Linked DNA regions of Mus musculus: all the other regions are linked to region 5. The links are chromatin contacts, called in public HiCAR-type, HiChIP or PLAC-seq and promoter capture Hi-C maps. All regions are on one chromosome and are shown on one strand. Each heading gives the region's core, a stretch centred on a gene start, on an enhancer-like site or on the middle of the called end of the contact. The rest is flanking DNA. Distances are from core to core; before and after follow the strand shown. Region 1 has its middle 57 kb from the start of Cpxm2. Region 2 has its middle 79 kb from the start of Cpxm2. Region 3 overlaps 1500002F19Rik (a long non-coding RNA gene). Region 4 overlaps Chst15 (carbohydrate sulfotransferase 15). Region 5 holds the start of Oat (ornithine aminotransferase). Region 6 overlaps Chst15 (carbohydrate sulfotransferase 15).

Evidence for each region. Promoter capture Hi-C pulls out the DNA fragments that hold promoters and counts their contacts. HiCAR-type assays count read pairs that join an accessible place to other places. HiChIP or PLAC-seq counts read pairs in DNA pulled down with a chosen protein or histone mark.
Region 1: an H3K4me3 HiChIP or PLAC-seq map of forebrain shows a contact between it and region 5, with 7 times the contacts expected there. The contact joins the enhancer-like site here to the promoter of Oat in region 5. A contact is called at or near these places in 23 of 39 promoter capture datasets (the 3T3-L1 cell line, 3T3-L1-derived adipocytes, the C10 cell line and 15 more), 2 of 15 datasets of contacts at CTCF or cohesin (the NIH/3T3 cell line and large pre-B cells), 5 of 484 Hi-C or Micro-C datasets (the C10 cell line, the G1E-ER4 cell line, bone marrow-derived macrophages and 2 more), 18 of 115 datasets of contacts at active chromatin or transcription factors (the NIH/3T3 cell line, astrocytes, differentiating embryonic stem cells and 13 more) and 3 of 9 other capture datasets (adipose tissue, liver and macrophages).
Region 2: a contact with region 5 is called in a promoter capture Hi-C map of 3T3-L1-derived adipocytes, with 6 times the contacts expected there. The contact joins the enhancer-like site here to the promoter of Oat in region 5. A contact is called at or near these places in 24 of 39 promoter capture datasets (the 3T3-L1 cell line, 3T3-L1-derived adipocytes, the C10 cell line and 15 more), 1 of 15 datasets of contacts at CTCF or cohesin (large pre-B cells), 6 of 484 Hi-C or Micro-C datasets (the C10 cell line, the G1E-ER4 cell line, bone marrow-derived macrophages and 3 more), 20 of 115 datasets of contacts at active chromatin or transcription factors (the NIH/3T3 cell line, astrocytes, differentiating embryonic stem cells and 14 more) and 3 of 9 other capture datasets (adipose tissue, liver and macrophages).
Region 3: a contact with region 5 is called in a promoter capture Hi-C map of stem cell-derived epiblast-like cells, with 4 times the contacts expected there. The contact joins the enhancer-like site here to the promoter of Oat in region 5. A contact is called at or near these places in 9 of 39 promoter capture datasets (the C10 cell line, the HPC-7 cell line, embryonic stem cells and 5 more), 2 of 15 datasets of contacts at CTCF or cohesin (embryonic stem cells and large pre-B cells), 8 of 484 Hi-C or Micro-C datasets (B cells, the G1E-ER4 cell line, the HPC-7 cell line and 4 more), 11 of 115 datasets of contacts at active chromatin or transcription factors (the 230-238 cell line, the SCID.adh cell line, bone marrow-derived macrophages and 3 more) and 3 of 9 other capture datasets (adipose tissue, embryonic stem cells and liver).
Region 4: a contact with region 5 is called in a promoter capture Hi-C map of pre-B cells, with 2.6 times the contacts expected there. The contact joins the enhancer-like site here to the promoter of Oat in region 5. A contact is called at or near these places in 3 of 39 promoter capture datasets (the HPC-7 cell line, hippocampal neurons and pre-B cells) and 4 of 115 datasets of contacts at active chromatin or transcription factors (embryonic basal ganglia, extraembryonic endoderm stem cells, fetal liver and 1 more).
Region 6: a HiCAR-type map of fibro-adipogenic progenitors shows a contact between it and region 5, with 4 times the contacts expected there. The contact joins the enhancer-like site here to the promoter of Oat in region 5. A contact is called at or near these places in 2 of 39 promoter capture datasets (the C10 cell line and the HPC-7 cell line), 1 of 484 Hi-C or Micro-C datasets (hematopoietic stem and progenitor cells), 13 of 115 datasets of contacts at active chromatin or transcription factors (embryonic basal ganglia, embryonic forebrain, embryonic hindbrain and 10 more) and 1 of 9 other capture datasets (pancreatic islet).

What each region holds. Positions count from the first base shown.
Region 1 is chr7:132,210,516-132,213,702 of GRCm38.p6, forward strand. No RefSeq gene overlaps it. Among named protein-coding and RNA genes, the nearest start is that of Cpxm2, 57 kb to the left of the region's middle. Within about 2 kb of position 1,731, at least 33 of the 459 cell types and tissues checked have an H3K27ac peak or open chromatin away from gene starts, as enhancers often do. A contact at or near this core is called in astrocytes, forebrain and neural progenitor cells, where this site is marked.
Region 2 is chr7:132,232,617-132,235,488 of GRCm38.p6, forward strand. No RefSeq gene overlaps it. Among named protein-coding and RNA genes, the nearest start is that of Cpxm2, 79 kb to the left of the region's middle. Within about 2 kb of position 1,410, at least 26 of the 459 cell types and tissues checked have an H3K27ac peak or open chromatin away from gene starts, as enhancers often do. A contact at or near this core is called in 3T3-L1-derived adipocytes and adipose tissue, where this site is marked.
Region 3 is chr7:132,899,686-132,902,681 of GRCm38.p6, forward strand. All of the region lies in intron 1 of 1500002F19Rik (a long non-coding RNA gene), which reads right to left. Gm46003 (a long non-coding RNA gene) reads left to right here. Exons shown (of 2, transcript XR_001778301.2): 2 at 1-2,637. Among named protein-coding and RNA genes, the nearest start is that of Gm46003, 4.3 kb to the left of the region's middle. Within about 2 kb of position 1,341, at least 16 of the 459 cell types and tissues checked have an H3K27ac peak or open chromatin away from gene starts, as enhancers often do.
Region 4 is chr7:132,280,908-132,283,859 of GRCm38.p6, forward strand. All of the region lies in intron 1 of Chst15 (carbohydrate sulfotransferase 15), which reads right to left. Among named protein-coding and RNA genes, the nearest start is that of Gm10584, 33 kb to the right of the region's middle. Within about 2 kb of position 1,469, at least 31 of the 459 cell types and tissues checked have an H3K27ac peak or open chromatin away from gene starts, as enhancers often do.
Region 5 is chr7:132,574,935-132,577,737 of GRCm38.p6, forward strand. It overlaps Oat (ornithine aminotransferase), which reads right to left and starts at 1,464. Exons shown (of 10, transcript NM_016978.2): 1 at 1,361-1,464.
Region 6 is chr7:132,257,243-132,260,430 of GRCm38.p6, forward strand. The region is part of intron 5 of Chst15 (carbohydrate sulfotransferase 15); the gene reads right to left. Among named protein-coding and RNA genes, the nearest start is that of Gm10584, 57 kb to the right of the region's middle. Within about 2 kb of position 1,754, at least 26 of the 459 cell types and tissues checked have an H3K27ac peak or open chromatin away from gene starts, as enhancers often do. A contact at or near this core is called in fibro-adipogenic progenitors, where this site is marked.

The DNA.
Region 1 (3,187 bases), core at 481-2,980, 360 kb before region 5:
CACTTCCCTTCAGCAAGGGCCTGGGAAGCTACACCTGACCCAAATCCTCAGTTTTACCAACCAGCCTCAGCGTGATACTAGGTCTCTATTCTATAGTCACATCGAAAGTGCCCGGGCCCCGCCCCCCATCTTACCTAATCTGGAAAATTCTGCTTAGAAAATTGCACTCTTCTCCCAACCAGCCCTGCAATGCTCTGGAAACTGAGTTTGGGAGGAATCCTCGGTTACTTGGCACCTGGAGCCTGAACCCAGCAGCCCCAGGGAAGCCTGGGAAGAGAGGGGCATCAGCAAGAGCTGGTTTCCATGGAAACAGGACTCCAAGCCTGGGATCCAGAGTCACCTTAGCTGCTCTGAGTAGCCTGTGTGGCTCACACCTGTGCAAGGGGCTCCTGACCATCTATCTAGACCTGGAGGCAACTCTCCCCACAAGGAGCGTGGTCCAGGCTGACCATGGCTGACAGTACCAAGTCTTAGTGTTAGGATCCATTTAGTCCCCACTCTGTCAAACCAACCGGACAGGAGGAGCATCCAAAGAAGGCGCAAGCTACAGAAGATTCCTGTCGACTCTCCCAGCTGGTTCCCAAGAGAGAGGGAGTGAGTTAGGCCTAACTCCATCACCCCCCTCCCCCGCTCTCCACTCGAGAATATGCCCACTGCTCCACTCGAGAATATGCCCACTGCTCCCAGAAAAACACAATATCTCTCTGTTCAACCCTTCTACTGCCCCTGTGCCACGTGCCAGGCCCACAACACCCAACCCTCAGCTGCCCGTGAGCACGCGCCGCTTCCCCAAACTCCACTTCACCTGCTCTGCTTCTTTACAGATGGGAAACAGGTTTCCGTCTACTCATGAGCTCCTAGAGTCCCCGTGTTTTTAAGTTCCCCTTTCACAGCCTATCACAGGAGCCTCCAGACCCTGTCCCTTTCTAGTCTGAAGACATTTCTGGGGTCCCTTTTGGACGAATGATTCGATCAAGGGAGGGAGGGGCCTGTGCCCTGTCCTGTTCCCTCACACTCAGATCAAGGGGTCCTTCAGCTACCCCTACTTCCCTCCCCAGAGGGCCCACGCTCTGGCCTGCCCTCCATATCGTTCTCGGGTCTTAAGAGAGTTTTGCCACTTGCAGAGAACTCGGAACCTAAAACAGGGAGTTTGTCTATCACTAGACAGAATGAAGCCGAGATCAGGGATGAGGGTCAGGAGCCTCTGCAGCAGTTGGGGGACCTAGAGCAAGGATCTCCCTCTCGGGCCTGTTCCTGGTCTGCTAAAGAGGGAGTCAGACTAGAACCTCTCCAGCTTGACAGCCCGGCCATCTTTATGTAATTAATATTTCAGCTGACTAAGGCCATCAGTGGAAAACAGACAGAGCAAGAAGGGTAAAAACAAAAGAGGTTATGTTGGAATTCATACAGTGTGCACACCCAGGCCCTGTCCGCAATAAAGAGTCTCTTAAAATGGGGGCAGACTCAGCCAAGATCTGGTCTCTACCATTGAAGCCAAAGGGAACCTGAGCTCGTCCCGGGGGCTTTGGCTGGAAAGAGCTGGGGTGGGCCTGGTGGGGAGGGCCCTGCACAGAACCTTGAGGCCAAGCCTGGTCAACAGGGATTAGGCTCAACAAAAGAGCCTTGTGCAGTGAGGAGCCCAGCGCCTGGTTTCCTGTGCTTTGGTGACCCACACAGAACAGCATCTGATTGCATCTGGACAAGGTTTCTGTCCTTCCCATCATGCCCTGAGCCTCTCTTGGCTGGCACTCAAACCCTGCCTGTGTCTATGGCCTTTGCCCAGTTTTACCCATTCATGGAGATGTAAGGAAGACTTGGCGGCTCTCAGGAGCTCTCAGAAGCCTGGCATACCTCTGGGGGCTACTGGAATGAGCCCTACTTGTATAGAATTTCAAAGTTTCCTTCCTCTTCAAGAGTCTGGGCTGAAACTCAACCTTAGCATTCAGAGCAACAGCAGAAAACCTCCATCCACTTCCCTCCTCAGCACACAGGCACAAGAGTCTCACAGTCTGGAGTCGAAATCAAGTGCTGGGTATTGAGGCCAGCTGACCTGGGCTTGCTGGCTGGCAAACCAGGCTCAGGCTATTTCTGATTGGTAGTAGGTTAGCAAGCACCATATGCTGCACCCTATGACATCATTGTGTGGTCCACTGGCAAGTGCCAAAGGAAAACATGTCCCACAGTCTCCAAGAACTGCAGGCATCCATGCCTACAGCATCTCTCATAGATTCAGTGCTAAGCTACTTCTAAGCATTTAACAGTGGTTTAGTCTCTTTTATCATTTCCTTTTCTAAAAAAAAATTAGGTGTCTGTGGGCACATATTGCATGCATGCAATATGTGTGCCGAGCATATGGAAGGCTAGACATTGGTGTTGGGTCCCCTGGAGCTGGAGTGAAGCCATTATGAACCACTCCAAACTGGTGACAAGAACTGAAATTGGGCCCTCTGGGTAAGCAGCAAACATTCTTAACTGTTGAGATATTTCTCCAGCCCCTTCCTAACCTATACACATGCCTTTTTGTGGCAGGTTTTCCTGTAGCCCAGGCTGGCTATGTAACCTTGTTACATACACACACACACACACACACACACACACACACACACACACACTCCTTTGTGGCTTTTTAAATCAGAATGTCATCTAACTCAGGATAGCCTAAGATTCAGCAAGCTGCCCAAGCTAGCCTTGAACTTCCCTAGCATGGAGATTACAATCATACTCTACTGTACTCTACTTTAGTCCCATTTTGCAGGTGAGAAAACCAAGTCATAGAGAAGGTTGCTCCTGCATAGGATGGACTGGAGTGGAGAGTGTTGTTGGCAAGAGTTGATTCTGAGACTCACCAGGAGCTACATTTACTGTGGGAACTCAGAATGTCCTCATAAGGGCAGTGGAAGGGAGGCTGGGATCCAGCCCTGTCAGAAGATGCTGGCTTTGAGCCCCCAAGAGACAGATTCCAGTCCCTGGAATAGACTGGCCCTACAGGAAAGCCAAAGCCCAGAATTCCAGAGTTATTTTTTGGTGGGGAGGAAAGCGGCCTGCCCCTAACTGGTGGAGAGTGGGGCCGTGGAGGAGGCCAGCCCCGATTTCCTAGGGGATTTGGGGAAACTGCATGTAGCTGGTGGAGAGGGAGCATCCCAGCACATTCCCAGGCCCAGCCCGCCCCCTGCTGGCCATAAGGGAG
Region 2 (2,872 bases), core at 160-2,659, 340 kb before region 5:
GGCTCTCTTGAGGTTTTTCAAAATATAAAGAGCTTTTTATGCACCCCATGAAATCCCAGAAGAAGTCTGACTCCCACAGACTGCTGCCCCAGTAAGGGGTTTCTCTGGTGGAACAGAAGGTTCATTTCATGTCCGTGGCTGTGCCCCACCACAGGGTTGCTATCATGTGCTGCCCAGGAAAGAGTCCTTTCCTCTTCTGGCTGCCCTGAAGACCCTGTATAGGGCACACCCACTTGCAGGTGGCAACTGAGACACATTGTTGCTCCTCTTCAGCCAATATTCCTGTTTGATATGTTACCTGGAAGTCGCCCATCACTGAGGCCATGCATTCCTCCTGGGACAGTAACCTGCAGTTCCAGGGACCCCATGACTGCCCATAGCCAGTCCTTCTGCCTGAGCCATGCTCAGCAGCCAAGGAAGAAAAACAAAGAAGGATGCTGGCCAGACTGGGAGGACCAGGTCCAGGCCCAGGGCCAATGCAATAGGGCAGAGGGCAGGAAGGCAAGGGCAGCCTGGACCATTATATAGATGGATGCCAGTGGGGTTGGAGGTCAGCCTAACAAAAGCTGGGGGCAGGGAGGTTGCAAGCTTGAGGCTCTCTGGGGAACTAAGGATTCTATTTTTGTAATTTTTACAAGAAGTCGTCTCTGCAACACGATGAACTCAACAACAGCCAGGCTTTAGAAACTGAAGCTGCCCAGTGGTTGCAACTGAGAAACTGCCAGAGTAGATTCGTAAGCACTAAAAAGCAAAGGCAACCGTAAGCCCTCAAAAGACACTCCTCATGCAGCCATGTAGTCCTGTCTAGGGTGCACAGCACTCGGCGAGGTGAGTTTCCCGAGGAAAGGTACAAACCAAAGGGCTTGCAGCTGAGACTCCATCCCGCCCGCCCCATCACAGAATACAAGGGCCTTAGCTCAGAGCCTCTGCTGAACTGTTGCTACCTCAGGCACGTTAAGGTCCCCACTGGTAAAGCTACAAGGGACCTGCCACTGGGCACCTGTTACATCTCACTTGCTGGCCTGGCCAGATCCCAGGGCCACTCTCCTGTGGTCAGCTGCATGATGGCCTCTGAAGATGTCAGAGCACAGATGCCAGAACCTATGGATGAATTATTCCCTTAACCCAACAAGAGACACTTTGTGGATGAGCTCTTGAGATGAGGCAGTAACCACAGATTATCCCGGGTAACTCTAAGGGTCCTGATGAGAGGCAGGGTGTGATCAGAGGCCACGTGACCAGGGAAGCAGAGGGAAACAGAGACTAAATATGGCACTCTAGAAAGAAGCCTACAAGCCAAAGTACCTGGCAGCCTCTCAAAGCTGGAAAAGGCCTGGACACAGCTTGCCCTGGGATCACAGGAGATGCAGCCCAGCTCCCACCCTGCCTCAGCCTATAGTGCCTGGTCTGAGACTGCTGCCCTCTGGGACTGTACGATGAGAAATTCACTGTGTTTGAAGTCACCATGAAGACCTTAGCGATCAATGGGACAGGGCTGGGGTCATAGAAGCAAGGCCAGCCTGAAGCCATCACAGAGATAGATGTTAGCAAGGCTGCAGGCCATTCTTCCAAAGGCCTGGACTAAGGGGGTTACTCCTCAGAGCTCTCTGGGATCGCCAGCCATTTCAGATGAAGTGATTTTGTTGCAGCAGTGGCTAAAAGCTCACAGTCCCTGCCCCGCCACGTTCTTTCCCTGGTGCCCCTCAGGGGAGCTGGTTCCAAAGCTCAGGGAAAACCAAACTCCTCAAAGCTCATTTTTCCTGCAAGTCTCCACTAGATTAGCCTCACCCACAGGGCCCAAGGCTCTCCTCAGGATGCAGTCTCCACCCCAACAGAGAAATGCCATTCTGCACAGCACCACCCAGGCTGTTTCCTAGCAGCAAGGGTAGGGGAGAGCTCCAGGCACAGGGAACTCTAGCTTTCAGAAGTATGCCCTGGCCTGTCTGGCTTCTCAAATCCACCACCCGCTATCCTCTCAGACAGCAGCATTCTTGCTGAGGGAAGCCAGCCCCAGGCTGTGCTAAGTCTAGCTCCACACTCAACACATCACAATGAGGAGCAGGGCTTGGGAGAAAGGTGGGACTGACCAAAGGACCACGCTGTGCTCAGCATGATCCAAGCTTCTAAGTGGGAAGTAAGCCCTCTTGCAACTACTCCTCTCCTCAAATTGATGTGTTGACGTCCCAAATGGGTTGAGCCTCTGAGTAAAAAGAGAATTCTTTTTCAAAAGGTTATGAATTAAATGAGACCCTTAATGGTGACATCTTTATAAAAAGGGGAAAAGGAAGCCGGGCGTGGTGGCACACGCCTTTAATCCCAGCACTCGGGAGGCAGAGGCAAGTGGGTTTCTGAGTTTGAAGCCAGCCTGGTCTACAGAGTGAGTTCCAGGACAGCCAGGGCTACACAGAGAAACCCTGTCTCGAAAAACTAAAAAAAAAAAAAAGAAGAAGAAGAAGAAGGAGAAGGAGAAGGAGAGGAAAGGAAAGAGGGAAAGGTATCAGGGACCTGCACAGAGAGATGGTCATGTGAGGGGGGGAGGTCACAGAGCAGGCACAGGGAAGCCACAGAAAGAGGCCATAGAGAAAACAATGCACTGGCCCCCTGAGTTTAGACTGACACATGAGCAGTGACAGTAAGCATGGGTTGTGTGGTGAATGAATGTGAAATGTCCCCATGGGCTCCCATAGTTGAACACTGTTCATGAACACTGAACATGGTTGACCACTGTTGGTGCTGATTAGGAAACCTGTGGAAAGGTGTGTAAGGTGCCCTGAGTTACTTTGTTAAGGTGACCAACAATGACTGGTACACCCTCTCCTTCTCCAAGCTTGCCCATATTTCTTGAGTGCCAGCGGGACCCTGCCTGCCTAGG
Region 3 (2,996 bases), core at 91-2,590, 320 kb after region 5:
TTTTGTTTTTTCAAGAGAGGGTTTCTCTGTGTAGCCCTGGCTCTCCTGGAACTGACTATGTCGGAGACCAGGCTGGCCTCCAGCTCACAGAGATCCACCTGCCTCTGCCTCCTGAGTGCTAGGATTAAAGGCGTGCGCCACCTTGCTGAGCAAGAGAGTCTTATTTCATCTACAGAGTAGTTCTGTAAGTTTTCTTCTCTGGGGGATGGATGGCTCAGTGGTTACCAGCTCTTGTTGCTTTTTCAGAGAACCTGAGGTATGTTCCCAGCACCCACGTTTGAGGTTTACAACCGTGTGTGACTCCAGTTCCAGGGGACCTGACGCTCTTTGGCTCACACAGTGAACATATGTACCTTCAGGTACACAAATATACAGATGAAATAAAATGAGTAGGTGCAAACACATATAGACACAAAATAAAATGAATAAATAAATCTTTTTAAAATGTCTTTTTCTCTCCTCCTCCTCCTTCCTTCTTTCTTCTTCTTCTTCCTTCTTCTTTTGAGACAGGGTCTGCTATGAACATCGGGCAGGTCTGGAACTCATGATGATCTCCTGTCTGTCCAGGGGCCCTGCCCCTCTATAAGTACTCTTTGAAGGCCCTGCCTCCTGGATTCTTGGTGCAAAGGCTCTTGGTCTTTACAAGCCAGCCCTCAGAGATCAGCTGTACCTGCCTGTAATGCTTAAAACAGAATTTGGTGTAGTCGTCCAGCAGCTATGGACAAGCTGGGTATACCACAGAGGGGGACTGGAAATGAAAAAGGAAAGGGGAGAGAAGGATGAAGCCAAGGCAAAAGTTTCTGATCAATGCTCAAAGTTTAATATTGAGCACTGTATTTATATAGGGAGAACCCACAGACCCATCCTTTGTTTCAACTGGATTATTTCTGCTTTGTTTCAGTTGGATTATGTTGCAAAGCAAAGTCAGCAGGCAATCTACTCCTGTAGGAAATTGCAGGTGCTGCAAGGCTGAAGACTCCACCTAGGTGGTTAAGGTTCAACTGTAGCAAACATTTAGGGTCTATTTAGCCTGCTCAAGGCTGGGGAAGGGCACAATGTGGGGCTGGTGATCATGCAGCCTGGGAGCTGATGCAGGGCCTCCACTTCTGGCTCTTTTCCTGTGTTTAGCTGCTATGAGGTCATGGGTGCAGCTGCCATGTCAACTCCTGAACATAGTCTTCCCCGAAACTCTTCCCACCTCCAGCTCTTACATCCTTTCTGCCCATCTTCAGAGACTCCCTGTATCAGGTGATATAGATGTCATGTGCCATTTAGGGCTGAGCACTCAACAGGCACCTATTCTTAGACCAGCAATGAGTTTCCACATTAAAGGTGTCAACAAAGCAAAGCCTCTTTCTATGACAAGTCCCATCACATGACCCTGAGCAGTTGGTTTAAGCAACTTCTGTGTCCAAAGAGAGACCTGTGACTCTTGTATCCCTATACTAGAGAGAGGAATGGGACAATGGCATCAGCAGTGGCTGAGTGAAACAAACCGGTTGTGCAGGCTGCCTTGCTACCCACCCCTGCCACAAAAGATAATAGGCAGGGAAGTGGGACTGGGAGGCAGTGGTGCTGTGGCTGAGGGAGGGGGTGTGGCCAGTACCTTACAACCCTAAGGAGTTGGGGTGCTTGCCAGAGGGGAGACTGGCAGCCCATCCTCATGCTGCTCTGAAGAGCTCCCCAACAGAGCCACTAGAGATAAACTTGGCAAAGCTCTTAGGCAAGTGAGAGAAGGCTGAATGTCATTTCTGAAGGAGTGTGAGGGTGACACAGCAGCTGAGGGTATGAGGTGAGGTCAGCCAGATGGTGAGTCACCTGCATCAGGGCTGTGTGATGCTAGAAGTCAGCTTTGGAGGGATAGCTGGGCCCTTACCACCTCCCCCCCCCCCAAGTCCCCAGTTTCAATGTACACTGAAGGAGACAGCAGTTACAAATCTGCCATCACAGAGGACAGTGAGAACAGTGTGAAAAGGAGGAGCCAAGTAGAAATATACTTGTGGTGCTGTTGTTTGGTAGCTTGTGCTGGTTTGGGTTTTGTGAGATAGGGTCTTTAGGTAAGCCAGCCTGGCTTAGAACTTAACGTTCACCTGCCTCTGCCTCTTGCTCTCTGGGACTACCGCTTTGTGCCACCACACTCTGTTTCCTTTTGCTCTTCTACTGACCCTTCCTCTTCCCTGTTCTAAAGTGAGAGTCGCTGCAGGTGGGGATGGAGATGGGTTGTGGGGGACAGAGAAAATGGATCTCAACTCCTTCAGCTCTGCTTGGGGGAAGCTTCAAATTGGCATAGCATTATGGTTTACCTTGAACCGCGCTCTTCGCTACTTAAAATGAGGGCTGTTGCTCAACGCTGTCGGTGGGATGTGCTAAGTGTCATCTGGGAGGGGAGAATTAGCAGAGGAGCTCTGCACGGAGGGTGGAAGGCCTGTGACTTGCTACAAGGTTGAGAATGTTAAGAGGGCTCAGGGTGTGGCTCAGTTGGTAGAGTCCTTGGTTAGTATGCACAGCCCTCCAGGTGTGATACCCAGCACATGGTGACCTGTAACTTCATCCAGCACACAGAAGGTAGAGGTAGAGTTCTATATTGGCTAATAGCAAATGTAATAGTACCTAGACTACAAGAGCATAGCTGCAAAAGAAAAAAAAAAGAGTAGGGAAAAAAAGGGCTGAGTGGTGGTATAAACTTTTAATCCCAGCAGAGGCAGGTGAATTTCAGTGCGTTTAAGGCCAGCCTGGTCTACAGAGCAAGTTCCAGGACAGCCAGGGTACACAGAGAAACCCTGTCTCAAAAACCAACCAACAAACAAAAAAACAAAAACAAAAAAAGAAAAGAAAAAAAAACCCACATTGCTGTGTACGAAGATGTGCATAATCGCAATCCCAACATTTTCGAGGTGGAGATGGTGTGGAAGTTTGCATGACAAATGTTCCCCATAGTTTCAGGCATGTGAATAATTGGTCCCTAAGTATGTTGCTAGGGCTGGGCTCCTAGAGTC
Region 4 (2,952 bases), core at 219-2,718, 290 kb before region 5:
CATGTGTCCTGCACAGAGAAGGAGCCATGGAAAGCAAAACAAGCCTGTGCCAGGTGCTGATTGGAGGAGGAGGAAGAAGAGGCAGTCTGGGTGCACTGACACACCTGAAACCGCAGAAACATAGAAATGAACTTGCAGAGCAGGCAGGTCCAGGAGACTCCCTGTACAATAAGTCCCTCGTCACTCTTGCAGGCGCAGGTAAACAGGCTCGGGTCTATGATGTTAGTTAGCCAGGTTGTAGCAATGCTCTCGAGGCTGAGCACCAAATAGACACTTCCTTGAAAGGCTGTTTCAAAACCTGACAGCCTAAATACCCTACCAGCATGGCAGAGATCTACTGAGCAGGGAAGGGTCTGAGCAGAACTTCCCACATCTCTCAAACCAGACTCAAACCCTGGCTGGTCACCCTTAGGAGCCGTGGCCTCTTTCCGGGCCTTAGCTTGATCATATGGAAGCCATGGCCTGGGGACTGCCCCTTTTGGTTTTAACACTTTCAGACGTAGGATCTGAGATTAATTTCTCTTTAACAAAAACCTACCATCATTGCTTCCTTCTGTCTTTTGCGGCTGCTCAGCATCTAGTTTTCAGCAACTGTTAAAAGCTGGCACAGGCTTTGCTATCTCAGCCTCCAGAGAAGCCAAACAGTCAATCTTAAAGTTTCATTCATCATGGGTTTTCTCCCACTAGAAGCCCACCCTTCCCCCTTCCACCACCATATCTGTCCATTACATGGTATCAGCCCCTTGCACCATACTCAAGCCTGCATTGGGGGGGGGGGGAGCACAAATATGAGGACCACACAGCCCAGAGCTCAGGAGCATCTCGCTAACTCCACAGCAAAGACTCCAGGGACTTCCAGAGACATGATCATCTTGTCATTCCAAAACTGTTCAGCCCCATGACAGGAGCAGTCCTAAAGCACCCACCTGGTGCCAGGCAATCTGTAAAAGACACACCATGGCTTAGGGGCTAGAGACACCCTAACAACAGTAATGATGCCTAGAGCCACAGTCTCCAACAGCAGGGACAGGTGGGTGGGTGGAGCTGTCCATCTGTTCCAGCTCTGACCCAGCCAAACCCAGCCAGATGCCTGTCTCACCAACAGCCGTGACATAACTCAGGTTTGCTCCACAAAGGCATAGTGGGCAAGGGGCTTCAAACATGTTCACATTGCAGTTCTCACCCAGAGATTTCCACGTGCACAAAAGACTCCAAAGGTCTGCGTGACACAACAGACGATTTTCTTTTTCTGAGCCCAGTATGTCTACAGGGGAAACTCTTTTAGAACACTCGTTTTGTTATTTCTGGTGGTAATTCAAATCACCGGGACACAGGCTCTTCCATTCAAGTCTGTCTAGTAACTATCTGCCATCCCACTCAGGTGAAACCTACAGGCTTCAAGCTGTGCTTCAGAGCTGGCCCACCAAAATAGCTCTGGGGAACATAGTGACTGAGGCATGAATTCCCAGGGGAGCATGTAGACCCAGGGTTTTCAGTGTCACCAGAAACAGTGAAAGGAAGAAATGATTACTGGTACAGTGTCAGCCATGTGTGGGAGGCCACATACGACTGTCCTTAATAGTAACCCTCCAAAGTCAATATGCAGAGCCTCAAAGTACATGTGGGAAACTAAGGCACAGAAGGGTTATACACACACTCAGAGTCACGCGGCTAGCCAGTGCTCCCTCGAGCTAGCTTGGTTGTCAGGCTCAGAACACAGGAAGCTTGGTTCCTATAGGCTGCACCTAAGTGGAATGATACAGGAGGTGACTAGACAACCATGGATCTGTTTGGCTGCAAAGCTTGTGACCTTTCACCTATATACCCAAATGAAGCTGCCACCAACAGAGGCTGGCAGAGTAGGGTATCAGCCATTAACTGATTGGTCAAACTGGATTTGAGACTGCTTAGGCAAGGCAGCCAGGCTAGGCCATGAGCTCCACACAAGCCCAGGGCCAGAGATGCTCAGGCCAGGAGAGCATGGACCTCACTCTGGGTGGGTGGTCAGTAAATATCCCCACCTTAGTGACAGAAGAAAATTCCATATGCCCCACTGAGTTCCTAGGAATGCTCCAGGACAAGGCACTTTTGGCTTGGTGACCAGAGTGACCCCAGCGGACACTGACTGTGTCCATACACCAGCCTAGGGTTAATGTGGATGGTTGGGTTTAAATGTCCTGATAATATTAAAGACAAGTATTAGCCCCACTGTACAAGCAGCTCAACTGTGAATTCAATGTCATATACTTCCTGCTCGGTGTGATTTACAGAGACAGGAAAGGATATGGGCCAGGGGAGGGGGGCTGGATATCTAAAGACTCCAGAGTCTGCACTGGGCACCGATCACAACATTGAAATAGCCATGTGACTGCAGACAAACTGAGACCCTCACCCTCTTCTTCTCCAGGTCAACATGAAAGGCTTTGTGTCTCCAAATTGGCCCAAGATCATCAAGACATCAGGTGTCTGAGAACCAGCTACTCTTCCTCTTGTGTGTTTGTGAGGCTTCCTGCAGGTGCAGCCCCAAACCTTACCTGCCAGGGAAAGGGACGTGCTTTCTGACATCATGGCTCCCATGTGGCTGGAGTGCAAAGTCCTTAAGCGGTGGCATTGTGGCCATTGTCCAACGAGTCCCCTAACACAAGCGGGAAATGAAGGAAAGAAGATGTGCCCAGGGAGTGAGTGCCTGTGTAAGAGAAAGTGTATGTATATATGTGAGAGAGGGAGAGAGAGTGTGTGTAAGAGAGAGGAAGTGTGTGTGTGTGTGTGTGTGTGTGTGTGTGTAAGAAAGAGTGTGTGTATGTGTGTTAGAGAGGGAGAGAGTGTAAGAGTGTGTGTGTGTATGTAACAGAGCATGTGTATATGTGTTAGAGAGGGAGAGAGTGTGTAAGTGTGTGTGTATGTGTGCGTGTGTAACAGAGTGTGTGTATATGTGTTAGAGAGGGAGAGAGT
Region 5 (2,803 bases), core at 214-2,713:
TCATTACTATTTTTAAAAGTATACAGTTTGGGGGCTGGGGAGAAGGCTCGGTGGTTAAGAGCACCGACTGCTCTTCTGAAGGTCCTGAGTTCAAATCCCAGCAACCACATGGGGGCTCACAACCATCCATAATGAAATCTGATGCCCTCTTCTGGAGTGTCTGAAGACAGCTACAGTGTACTTACGTATAATAAATAAATAAATCTAAAAAAAAAAAAAAGTATACAGGTATACAGTTTGGCTCATCCTCAAGAACTCTGCAAAGAGCATAAAATACATATCCATATAACCATAGTAAAAGTAGACCGGAAGGTAAATAGATGAGACAGGAAAAAATACCTTTTAAAATATGTACTAATTAAAGTTTTAGGGGCTGGAAAGATGGCTCAGCAGTTAAGATCACCTACTATGCTTGCAGAAGACCAGAGTTTGGTTCCTAACACCCACATTACATGGCACAACTATCAAGAACTGCTCCAGGGGTATCGAATCCCTCTGGCCTCGGATGGCGCATTCATTCCTGATCACACACATACAATTTAAAGTACAGTTACAAGTTACATAAAATTAATTTACCTACAGACACTAACAAGTTTGATCAAGAAAATTTAGGGTGGAGAAATCAGAGGTTATTCAAGTAGCAAAGCCACTTCATTCCAAAACCACTCCTCCCTTAATATATCTTGACACATCTACAAGGTAAATGTACTCCCGGGCATTGCTGTAGGCCTGAGGCAAGATTTGCTGGCAGCAAGAGCTCCCCACAATTAGACTGGAATTTACTGAGGTTCAACATAGCTTGTCAAAGGCCTAAGGAGGGGGCTCTTCGTGCAGAGAGCCCTGTGGGCCAATCCTTAGCCACCATCTCATCACAGAGTGCACGTCACTTCCTCAATCCTCTTATTTGGTTTAGGACTGAAGAGAAGTGGGGATTGGGGAGGGATGGGTATGATCTGCCACGAGACGTAAAAGCTGCCCAAGGAGCTCGGACTTGGTCCGCATCAGCGCCCCCTCCCGGTGACGCGACCACAAGTTCGCAGTTCTGTCCCCAGGGATCGGGTCCTTCCCTCCTCTTCCCACCCCCACCCCCCACCCACCCCCCGCCAAGCTGCTCGTGGTGCCCCGCGCCCTCAACGCCGCCTTTTCAAAGTCGAGACCTCCAAGGCCCCAGTCCCCTTAGCCGAGTCCCCCGGGGACAGTGAGCCCAAGCCGTGCCCCGCCCGTCCTCACGCCGAGCCCGCCCCACCCCGGGCCTGCGTGGCGCCCTAGACCCGGAGATTCCAGTGTTGCCCCGGCGGAGACTCCAGAACACCGAGTGGGCCCTAGTCGCTCTGGCCCAGCCCCGGCGCGTACGTCGTACCTGACAGCGTCCGCTAAGCGACACTGACTGTACTTCAGCCACGAAGCGCGATGTGGCTGCCCGGCGCGTCAGGTCGTTTAAGACGACGTGTCTGTCCCGCCCCCGCCCGTTCTCTCAGTTCATTGGTTAAGGCGGAGGGCCGCACACCAATCACAAGAGGCTCACTCTCGCCCCACCCACCCGGCCTTGAGCCTCCGGGCGCCAAGTTCTGCTGCCTTCCCCAAGTGCGCAGTCTGCTTTTGTGCCTGTGGCGCTTGAGCTCTGCACTGAACTTGGAGCAGTTCGCTTTCTTTTACCCGAAGGGGAACGGAGGCCCGAAGGAATGGTGGCCTCTCACTGCGTTTCTCTAGCCCAGGGACCTTCCAAAACCTTTCCTGAAAGAGCCTGTTGGGAGCAACATCATATCTTAAATGCTGAAACCACATGACCTTGAACCCTCACGTACCAAAATGACAAAACAGATTACTGATGCTTCTAGTATCATCTCTGCAGCTGTAAAACGCCGCCCGGATGTTATTAACTGTTGTTATAAGTGGTTGGAAATGACAGCTACGCAGTATAGACTTGCCTGCACTCCCTCCACTACCATGGTTAAAACTCAAACCGGAAAAGGATATTGCAGGATAAACACAATCAGAAGGTGCTTAGGTATCATTTTTGTCTATAACGCTCGTTATAAATCAGAAAATATGAAGAGAATAGAAGAGTTATCCAATCCTGTACCAAAAGCTGTAGACCACAGAGGGCCAGTGATTCACTACCTTACACTTCAGGGTCAGGCAGAAAGATTTCACACTCCAGTTTGGAAAGAATGTGTGTGAATAAGAAAGCACAAGGATGGAGGGACTGGCACACCAGGGAGAGCCACTGTCAGTCCACGTATCCAGGGCTAGATGTGGGGTTTCTAGAACCCCAAAGAGAGAGGAGTTTGAGGAAAGACTACTTGGAGGGAGCCAGGAGCCTAAGGAGTCTGTTAAGACTGGTGGTAGTAGTGGTGGTGGTGCACACCTTTAATCCCAGGACTCAGGAGGCAGAGGCAGGTGGATCTCTATGAGTTCTAGGCCAGCCTGGTCTACAGAGAGAGTTCCAGGGCAGCCAGAGGTACAGAGAGAAACCCTGACTTGAGAAAACAAGAGAAAAGACAATCCCCACAAACTAGCCTCCCTAGACACAGAGCAAGATCAGAAAGAGGAGGAAAAGAAAGTGGGATGGGAAAGAGCAGAGGAAATGGTTCAGTAGGTAAAGTGATTGTTGGGCAAGCATAAAGAGACCAGAGTTCAGGTCCCCAGAGCCTACATAAACGCTGAGTGGGCATCGAGACCCATCTGAAATCCCAGCGTTCAGGGAGGTAGAGACAGGACAATTCCTAGAGCTCTGGGTTCAAGTGAGAAACCCAGGCTCAATTAAATATATTTAAATACGTAGGAATCAATCATGGAAGAC
Region 6 (3,188 bases), core at 504-3,003, 320 kb before region 5:
AAAAAAAAACCATGGAGTCATCTGATGCCTCTGTGGGATGCATCAGGGACCCACCCTTGCTCCCCCTGTCCTGTCTTCACAGAGTGGTTTGCTGAATCCAGTTTCATACAATAGCAGTCTTCAGTGCTCATGCTAGGATGGAGCCACCACAGGGGACAAATCCTTGGCTCTGTGAGACTCAGGTGTGATAGCTACTTACTCATCACGAAGAGGTAAGGAACATAAGGTGGGAGAACCTTCCACCTCATGTGTGCGTGTGTCAGACTCCCCCTCTCACCCACTGACAAAACTCCAGTGAGGCAAGATCTGAGCAGGGCATGGCACAGCACTCAGGTGAGTGAGCAGGGGCCCCAACCTTGCTGAAGCCTGTGCTCACACCTCCACTAGCCATGGACTCAACAAAGCAGATCATAGCTCAACATAGCTTAGCATCAAATGCTCAATCACATTTGGTGAGTGAATGTTATGCATACACATTTAATTAAATAACAGCCCACTCCCCCAGTTCACTGATGAGGAAATAAGACACAGATAGCTTAAGTTTCTTGCCTCAGGTGGCAAAGCCATGACTGGCAGGATCTGGAGGCAAGTTGTCTGGGTATCCAGGAGTGGTCCCTATGGTGCACCATACGCTTGCACATCTATATACACACTCAGTGGTAGAAGTTGCTCCCTGCCTGCATGCCTCCACATATTCTGCAGACTACGGGGACTCAATCAAGTCTACATCTCTATTCAACTGCTTGGCCTCACTGCTACTGTGTGCTCCCAGTGAGCATGGACAATTACAAAGGAGTGGGCACACTTCATTCATCCAACGCCTCCTTCCCTTCCTAGTCCATATGTAGATTAATTACTTACCCAGTCCAGACAGTCACTAAAAAGTCAGTTTATATAAGCAGATGAAGAACACAGTTCTCCAGGCTTCAAGGCCCAAGGGATTAGGGGTCAAAATGGAAGTCTACTTAATTGAGTAGAGCCCTGCTTCCCTGTAGACCCATCATCATGAAATATGGAAAGCAATCTTTCCTGGATGGTCAGTTCTGAGCATCGTGCTATGACAACACAGAATTAAAAACAAAACTGTAGACATATAAAAGCCTTAACAGATGGTACATGGCCCCTCTCCTAATGTCCCTTGAACAGAAGAAGGATGTGACAGGGGTACAGGAGTCGACATCTTCCTTATGAGCCATGCCTCATATAGACTGGGGGAGCGGTGGCGGCCCTGCATGAGGAAGCAATCTCTGCTCACAAACGAGAGAGAGAAGAGTGGGCCATTCCAGAGAAGGATTAAGTGAAGGAATTTCTGCTTGTCTGTTGGTGGCTTCTTTTTAATTAAGTGGACAATTTAGCCTAGGAAACCATTAGCTCTAAATTGCTGCAGTTTCTTACAGAGAGAATTCATGGCAAGCCTCTGCCATTCGAACCTCCCCCCACCCCAAGACTTCTTCATTATTCCTCTATCTCCCCCCAGGGTGGGGGTTGGATTTACTGCTTCTGTCTTTCTCTGGGAACTTAAAAGTCATTAGGATTAGCCTTCTCCAACCCCAGCACAGTTCAACCCCTCTGCCTTCAATCAGTTAACAGAAACAAAGGCTAACCGAAAATCAGAAACTACAAACGGTCCCTCCTCCACCTCAGCTGACTTGTAGAACTAAACGAACCATTTGGACCAATCCAGCTGGCATGGATCAGCCCAGGGAATCTCCCACGTGCAGAAGGCAAAGCCAGGGAACAGCTAAAGTAGGCCAAAGGCCCAGGAGCCAGTTTCACTAATGGGGACATGGGCTCTAGTGTTTGTTTCTCCAAGAGTAGCCTAAACACACACTATTTATCATTCTTTCTGGCTGAGATAGGAAAGGAGCTGAGCTGGCCACTCCAGATAGGCCATGAGCTATGGGTTTCAAAAGTCGAACTTCCCACTGTTGCGTATGTTTGGTAATGTTTAAGAAGCAGCAGAGCTGCGGCCCTCACTAACTCACAGCACGCACGTGACAGCTTCCCGAAGGCGCTGGAGCTGACATCAAGTTGAAGTTACTCTTCTCTGGGCTACAGGGCGGGTACCAGGTTTCCAAGCACCAGGTGGGAAATAAGCACCCAGGAGAGAGGCTAGACCAGGGCATGTGTCTGTGACACACAAAATATGGCAACAGTATTGGAATGGCACACTGGCGACTGATCATAGTTGGTCACTGATGATCAGCTAGCCAACATCTCCCTTGCTGCTTTGATGACATCATTAGCCATTCTGGAAAAGCCTACTGCCCAGGGATTGAGGGACACCTCCAGCTGAGTCAGAAAAGAAAAAGAAAAGAGCAGAGGCCTGTGCTCCAACAGCCCTGCGGAAACCCAGTTCTGCCACAACCATGTGAGTGTGGGACCTAATCCGCCTCCCTCCCAAGCCTTTGGATGAGACCCCAACATTAACAGACACCTTAACCCTGAAGGTGAAAACTCAGTGATGAAGCCAGTGATCTCCAGAGGAATCCCCAGAAACTCTGAGATAGTAAGTAGGCAGTAAGAGTTGTGACACCTTGGAGCAGCTTGTCACATTGCTAGCTACCTAACACTGCATGTCACCCACCTAACACAGGCCTATTAGGCATCCTGCCACCTCCCCCCCACACACACCATGCTCCAGAATTATCACATCGGTCACGGTCACGGTCATGACACAGTCGATATCTCCACCCCTGGACCACTATTGTAGCTTGCCACTCAACAGCTAAGCACCCAGCAGAGCACCTAACATGCAGCCAGGGATCATGAGTGTTTTCACTGATGACATATTTGTGCTAAGCTGAGGACAAGAAAGGATGAAAGTTTTCACCTTTGGTTTCTGGCAGAGGTCATTTGTTCCTTAACAAAAAAAAAAAAAAAAAACAAGCAAAAAGGAAACCAGAGCAGGCCAGTCAGTTCCACCACCAGCCAGGAAGGCAGGTACACCAGGTGCTACTTCCGGCCACAAGTCTGAGCCTCGCTAGCATGGCTGCCCTGATGTTCCAGGGCTCAATTTCCTGGCACTTCTGTCCTCAGAGCTGGAGGTACAGTACCAGGAAAGGATACTATGGGGCTCAATCTTCAACAAGAAGACATACGTCTCTAAATGTGACATCTCCTCTCCTCAGAGTGGTTTTCTCCTTGGATTACCTTCCATCCTTACCTGTATGGCAAACTCATACTCA